2 separate regions of the Cyprinus carpio genome follow, and region 2 is linked to region 1. A link is a contact called in public Hi-C data. All regions are on one chromosome and are shown on one strand. Each heading gives the region's core, a stretch centred on a gene start, on an enhancer-like site or on the middle of the called end of the contact. The rest is flanking DNA. Distances are from core to core; before and after follow the strand shown. Region 1 holds the start of LOC109088210 (NSFL1 cofactor p47). Region 2 holds the start of LOC109110935 (3-beta-hydroxysteroid-Delta(8),Delta(7)-isomerase).

The links. Hi-C and Micro-C count contacts between places; a contact is called where the count stands out from the background.
Region 2: a contact with region 1 is called in a Hi-C map of liver, with 2.8 times the contacts expected there. The contact joins the promoter of LOC109110935 here to the promoter of LOC109088210 in region 1. A contact is called at or near these places in 2 of 8 Hi-C or Micro-C datasets (liver and red blood cells).

The regions. Positions count from the first base shown.
Region 1 is chrB23:12,369,634-12,373,251 of ASM1834038v1, forward strand. LOC109088210 (NSFL1 cofactor p47) reads right to left here and starts at 1,583. Exons shown (of 9, transcript XM_042751026.1): 1 at 1,427-1,583; 2 at 798-895; 3 at 645-719. The coding sequence starts at 1,528.
Region 2 is chrB23:12,535,729-12,539,226 of ASM1834038v1, forward strand. It overlaps LOC109110935 (3-beta-hydroxysteroid-Delta(8),Delta(7)-isomerase), which reads right to left and starts at 1,546. Exons shown (of 5, transcript XM_019123888.2): 1 at 1,385-1,546; 2 at 953-1,259; 3 at 837-873; 4 at 625-755; 5 at 1-462. The coding sequence starts at 1,259. The coding sequence ends at 239. LOC109110944 (coiled-coil domain-containing protein 115-like) reads left to right here and starts at 2,665. Exons shown (of 5, transcript XM_019123898.2): 1 at 2,665-2,937; 2 at 3,080-3,183; 3 at 3,271-3,374; 4 at 3,464-3,498. The coding sequence starts at 2,830. It overlaps trnah-gug (a tRNA gene), which reads right to left and starts at 1,915; the gene lies at 1,844-1,915. trnae-uuc (a tRNA gene) reads left to right here and starts at 2,304; the gene lies at 2,304-2,375.

The DNA.
Region 1 (3,618 bases), core at 333-2,832:
ATCAAACAATGGTATAAACATCATTCAGTGTAAATTGTGATAATCGCAATTACTAATCGCAATTACAATTTCAAGGGAATAATCGACAAGTATGATTTTTGTCATAATCGTGCAGCCCTACATTATATGAACCCTAAATATCTAATTTATTCTGCTATAATCATCACACTTTTTCAATGATCTTTTAATAATTGAAACACTAAGTTGAATATTTCTACTTCTCCAAATCATGTTAATGCATGATCATTAGAACAGCAAAAAGATAGTGACTAAAAATGGAGAAAAACCTAAAAGACATGGTGTGCAGTCACAGAATCTAAATTTGTCCTTTATGCAATCATATACAAGAAAAACAACTTCTCAATCCAAAAAAAAAATATATATATATAGGTGACGTTTGATAATTGTTGCAATCTTAAATTGTTTATGCAATCTAGAGGTTGCTTAAAATAAACACTGCAATATTCTATTTTTTTTTAAAAATCATTATATGAACACTAAATATCTAATAAACACTGCAATACTGATTTACAAGTATAAATGATTCATATTATAATGAAATTCCTTTAAAAAATAGGAAATTTCCATTTTGATTTCATGGTGAGTTGGTGACTTGAGCTGTTAACTGTAGAGGAATTCAGTACCTCTGGCCTTCCTCTTCACCGCTGTCATCTTCATCCTCGTGCATGAATTCTCTAAAGGATGTCACTCTGTGTTCACTGAAATCAAAACACATCGCATTACCCGTACATCTGATACTGTATAACTGAAAAGCCAAAACATATGACTTATGTTACCTTGGCCCCGCGGACCGACTGACAGAGACAGATTCTGGCTGAGGAAGGGTGGCAATATCATCATCTCCTCCATCCTCAAAGAAATTAGCTAAAGCAAGCTGAGGACACAGAGGTAACGGAGCAGTCACTTCATTTCAGAGATAGACAGACACGCACTGCGTGAACTACACAAACAAACAACACCTACTCTCTGCCTTCTGTAACTAGATAAATCAGATTCATTATATTAGCGACTCCAAAATCACATAATTTAGGATGTTTCAGGACGAACAGAAATCAAACCACGAATGTAAACATGAGTATCTCTTGATCATGCTAACGTTAAACTGCTAGCTTAAGACTTCGTTTCTATGTAAAATATACAGGCACGGTTTAAAAATCTCTACTTCATCGTAATACTGACTGCCAGTCCTGCAGTGTGAATCATATCAAATATGATTAACCAGATGAACCGGTTTAAGATACTTCTTGTGATTTTAATGAAGAGTGACTTGCACATTTCGTTAGCCGGCTGTACGTACACTTCACTGGCTGCCCGTGGAGGCTTAAAGTCTGCTAAATCCTCGGATGCAGAGCTCGTGCTTCACAGTATAATATTTCAGTGATAAAGTGATCAGTGTGCTACTGACCTGCAGGTCCCAGCCGGCTGACTCGAGGAAGAAACGGGCCCTCTCTTCATCAACATCAGTTACAGCGACGAACCCCCTCACCGCTTCTTCCCGCTCCGCCATTTTGACGTGTCACGCGCAGGAGAGATCCGACAGGAAACGGGGAAACGAAAGCGTAGTTCCGCTGTTTTGGAGCACAAAGTTCAGAGTGTTTTTTTTTTTTTTGCGTCGATGTTTTTGCAAATGCACATATTTTTGTTTTAAATTTAAAGATTTATAATAATCCGCAAAACAATCATATATCGATTTGCATATATTTATTTAGCAGGCTATAAGGTGCATACTTATTATTTTTATATGTACTTAAAACATATATAGTGCAGATATTACCACTTCAGCCTTAGCACATGTGGAGAATTAAGAATTCAAAAACAAATTCATTATGTCGTGATCGCTCCCCTTTTATATATTTATATATATTGGAGGCCAGCAGATGGCAGTACAGAACCGTCTGTTAGTCACTACATTAGTTGCTCCTACTATGCAGCGCATAATTTCAGGTCCACATCATGTTTTGTTTTATTGGATACAAATTATATTTATAGTTTACAAAGATGTAAATTATATTAGTTCGTTAATGATGGTAAACAATTGGCAGATGGTGCAACATTTGTCATATTCCATCTTTATTTGATCCCTTTCTCTGACTGAAATCTTTCAAACCGAAATAAAAAAGGGTTTTCTTTGCAATATTGTTTTGATTGGTCATCATTTCATTTTTTATTTTTTTTCTTGTGTCCTCAAATTTACTTTCAATGCTGTTCACCCTGTTGGTTAAGTCCTACTGTCCTCACTTCAGAGAACTTCTTTCAGATTACAGAAACATTTTATTATATCAAAAAGTCAAACGATAGCTGCAAAATATCAAAATTAACTTTATGTTGACACTGCCATGCAGGCTAAATTTAATCCCATGCTTCTTATACCTATATGATACTATAGCATATAGCATAATAATATTTATAATAATAATAGCACAGTATTATTTTTACAATATAAGCGTAATATTTTTAGGGTTTCAATGTTTTAGTAAAATTGGAAATAAAACAGTGTCTCTTTTGTCCATGTAGGCCTACAATAATAATAATAATAATAATAATAATGTGTCTCTTTTGTCCATGTAGGCCTACAATAGTGTGTGTGTGTGTGTGTGTGTGTGTGTGTGTGTGTGCCTACAATAATAATAATAATTGTAGTTTTTCCAAAGTAAAAAACTGTGTTGGGACAAAAACTTTTGTCCTGTAATATCCATTCATTGGCAACTGCTGATTCAAACAGAGGCAAAATATGTGCTAAATTGGTTTGGGAGGACCTAATTTAGCACCTTATTGTTTCTGAAGGGAAACTTGGCGATGCTTTGTTGTTTGTTTCCAAGTGCACTGGCTCGTTTGATCTTCACAGAAAATCAGGTTCTGGAACATGACTAAACACCAGAGCATTGCTTTTATTATTTAACCCCAAGGTTTTCTTTTCTTTTAAAATTAATTGAGGTTTTGCGAGAGAGCTATATGCCCTCAAATGTGAGAGCCCCTTTTTAATCATCTTGCATGCCCTTAAGGGAAAACAATTCTATTTTTAAATACATTATTGCTGCATGTTCTTATTGATTGAGAAAAGTGTGTCCTCTTTCTGCAATCGGTTATACAGACATATACATGACATACGTCCCTTGTTCCTCATAAAAACGGAATCCAAGAACAATGTGATTTTAAAGGTGCATTAATCTATCAGATTATCCTGATTTTCTCATACTATATTTACATTCTCAGGAGGCTAATTGATGTTATGCATACCCTAAAGTATGTCAACGTATCTGTCCAATCTTCACTAATGAAATATTGTAAGCAACAGCTCTGTCTAAAACAGTTGTTGACAATGATAAACATGGGTGTGTTCAACCAGAGAGAAAGAGGAGAAAGAGGAAGAACCAGCCTTATCATGGGGAAACTAACACCGTCAGCTTGGCTGTGGGCCTGCAGTCACTGTTGTGTTAAAGGGCAGGGAAGTAGTTCCTAACACACAATACAAAGAGCAGAGGCCTGTGCAGCTGCAGTAGGAAGAGCAGACAGACAGACAGTATCCCAGGGCCAGAACCAGAAAGGACATAATAAAATAACAGCAATTTCCTCATTGGGTGTGATACTGAAATACAT
Region 2 (3,498 bases), core at 296-2,795, 170 kb after region 1:
CACAGGTAAATATGAAGCAGCCCTGCTGGAGCTGTATTGTGAGCATTTAATCAATGTTCATTTCTGTAATCAGTATGACACATTATACTTACGGCATTTTCCATTTTCTTCCAGGAATGACATCGTATTATTATAAAATTACATTCAAAATATATTATGTCCACACATTGTATACATTCCCCAGCATTGTTTACAGTATTTCAGTACTTTTTTCACATCCCTTCTATTTTCTACTGGTCTAGCTTCTTTTAGACTTTCCTTTAAGTGCTGCTTTATCAAACATGGATTGACAGGCAGATAGCTGACACCACGAGTCCGCTATAAGAATGAAAGGAATGACAATCCACAAAATATTCATGAACACAAAGTAGAACCAGAAGTAGATGGGGTGACCGTATTCACTGTGAATATATCCATCTCTGTGCTCAGTGAAGAAGTAGAGGACTGCACCATACAGCTGACCTGTAAGTAATGGTGGATGCTGAACTTAATTGTGCCTTACAACATACACTGCGTTTCTCTAAGCAAATGACTAAATGTGGAATAAATAACTTTTATAATTGCAACAGTATGTGCAGTTATAAAAGTTATTTATTCCACAATACATCAAAACACATATCTTACCTAGAGACACAATGAGTTGCAGGACAAATCTGTAAGAATGATTATACAGGAAGGCCACAACAATCCATATACTGAAGGGACCCCACAGGCACGCGGTCACTGTCTCCATGCTAACAGTGAAATTATCCGCTCTGGAGAAAAGATTGCATAAAAGGAGGTTAGATACAATGCATAGACTCATTTTTTTCATTGCAAGCATGTGTATAACTTACATTGCGTATCTGCTGTCTCCTTTGGAATATTCTTTCCCTGTCGAGGAAAACAAGCATTTTTGGTATTCAAGGGACATGAATGGAATATAGTTGAATAGATTTTAAGCCTCACTCACACAGTTGAGAAAGGAAACTCTGGTCTTCGGGAATGATGGTGTAGTTTAAAGAGAACCATCCCTCGATGACCCCATGGATGAAGCCACACACAGTGAACCAGCACAGAGCTAACCTCCTCCCTCCACTAAGCCTGCTTCCAGACACCTTACGGCCAGTCAGTGACCAGGTGGCGAGCAGCAGTATCCCGGACACAGAGAACAGGAATACGAGAATCTCTGACATTGACCGGTCATTAGCCACATAGTTAGGAATGGACAGGTTGCGTGGCCAATAGGGATGATTTATAGTGTCGCCTTCCTTCAACATCTGTAAACATGGATGAAAGATATGATTAAGACAGAATGTATAAATAGTAGCATTAGAAAAACTAGTTACAGATCTTTTATTTTGCACTAGATAACGTGGAAACGACTTTATACGTCTGTACTTACTCTGATGAGTTGTGAAATGTCCTAGAAATGTGATTATGTCCCGCGTTACTCTATGTTGCATATAACTACTCTTGGAGAGTGCGGCAATGAAGTGCTAAAATCTGCTCTTTGAAACTACATTATCAATTTGCAGAAACATCGCGCCACCAAGTCACATCCTACTATAAGCCCACGTGATTCACGCTGCCCAATCACCGATAGGTTTTGTGGGAAGAACAACCCATCGTGTAATGTACTCGGCTAACAGTTGGATGATCTCCTCGGAACATGCATGTCGTCACATGTGATTGTGAAGTGTGTATATGCTGGTGAAATACGTTACACATTTTGTAAATTAATACGTTTTGTCTCGTTAATCGCGTTTAGCGTTGGTAAATGAAGTGATGCATAAAATAAACTGAAGCTTTCAAGTTAAAACAAAAATGCACACCCCTAAGCCGCGTGATAGGGACTTATCCCTGCCGTGACCCGGATTCGAACCGGGGTTGCTGCGGCCACAACGCAGAGTACTAACCACTATACGATCACGGCGAGCTACTGGAGGTGCTGGAAGCTGTTGCAGGAACTGGGCTTTTAATACTTGTACACGTACTTGCAATAGTTTCTTTTGTAATATTTTCTCAGTTTTATTGTGCTGACGCGCGCTCATACTACTTTTCCTAGCATGCGATTCACTTGAGTATTAGATGATTTACGATCATAAACATCGCAGCATGTTTGGGTCTTTATGGCGGCTAGTGGAAATAAAGTGAACCTCTGCCATTATTCTCTAATAATTGACATTTGCAGTGCTGGATACAATATTTAAAGTACTAACAGGAATGACGGACGTCTGAATTAGTCTGAATTATTATAAGTAAAAAAAAATTTGTGTACGTATTCAGGGTTAAAAGGGTTTGCTTTTAACGTACCATATATCTCCCATATGGTCTAGCGGTTAGGATTCCTGGTTTTCACCCAGGCGGCCCGGGTTCGACTCCCGGTATGGGAAGTAAATGTTTTCTTTTTTAGCGTGAATTTTATGATGATACGAATTACGTATGCACGATATAAGTGATTTTTTTTTTTTTTGTCTTTTTTTCTACGAATTCTAGTCGATACTTTAAAAAAGCCACACACAAAGCATATGCAAGCGAGTTCTGATTACTCAGATAACTCATATTTTTGGAGATTTTTTTTTAATGTTATATGTGTGCTTAAAGAAGCATGCAACATAAATCCTGTAAAATATAAAGACTTCACAGAATTCATTCTAAACTACGCAATCTCTACGTAACAGAGCTAACCGATGTCATGTGACTTCATGTCACGTGACCGGTAAAGGTTCTCTAAAACCACTCTGATAGCGTTCAGCAGGAATACATATCTTTTCATTCTTCATTAAGTCCTTTATTTTCTGCTGTTTATTAGTGTTCAGTTCTGTTTAGCCAGATAAAACGACAGAAATGCGTGTTGATCAACAGCTTCGTTTGGACGAGCAGTTGCTACTTTTCATGGACCAGCTCGAGGCTCTGGAGGAGAAACGACACAAACTTAATTCCCTTATAGAGGAGGTGAAACGTGCAATTACACTTGATTAGACTGAGCACATATTTATACTGGGAATAGAATCCAGCTTGTTCATATATACGTATTGTACACGAAAACATTTTCATTTGTATTCTGAATATAATTCCATTAATTCTTTCAACACAGGGATGGTTTTCAATTGCCAAAGCACGTTATTCAATGGGAAATAAGCAAGTCTCTGCTCTGCAGTACGCTAGCGAGATGGAGCCGCTCGTTTATGTCGAAACCAGGTCCGTATCATCACATGCGATTAAATACTTTGCTTGTGCTTAAGACTCAGTCATTTACCTAGATCTGTGTGCTTGCCTCAATAACAGTGTGTTGGAAGGTGGAACAGCTGAGTTCAAATGTGAGCGGAAAGAGAACAAAACAGAAGAACTGAAAAACAACACGATAGAAGACATTGGAGCGAAAGAGACAGGTATGTTGCTTATCTAATATTATACATGTAGGAGCCTAAATTGTAATTGTATGATTTTCTGTTCATGATAACATTATTGAAAATTTCAGGTCTTAGAAGGCGTATAAATACCACACAAAAGGGG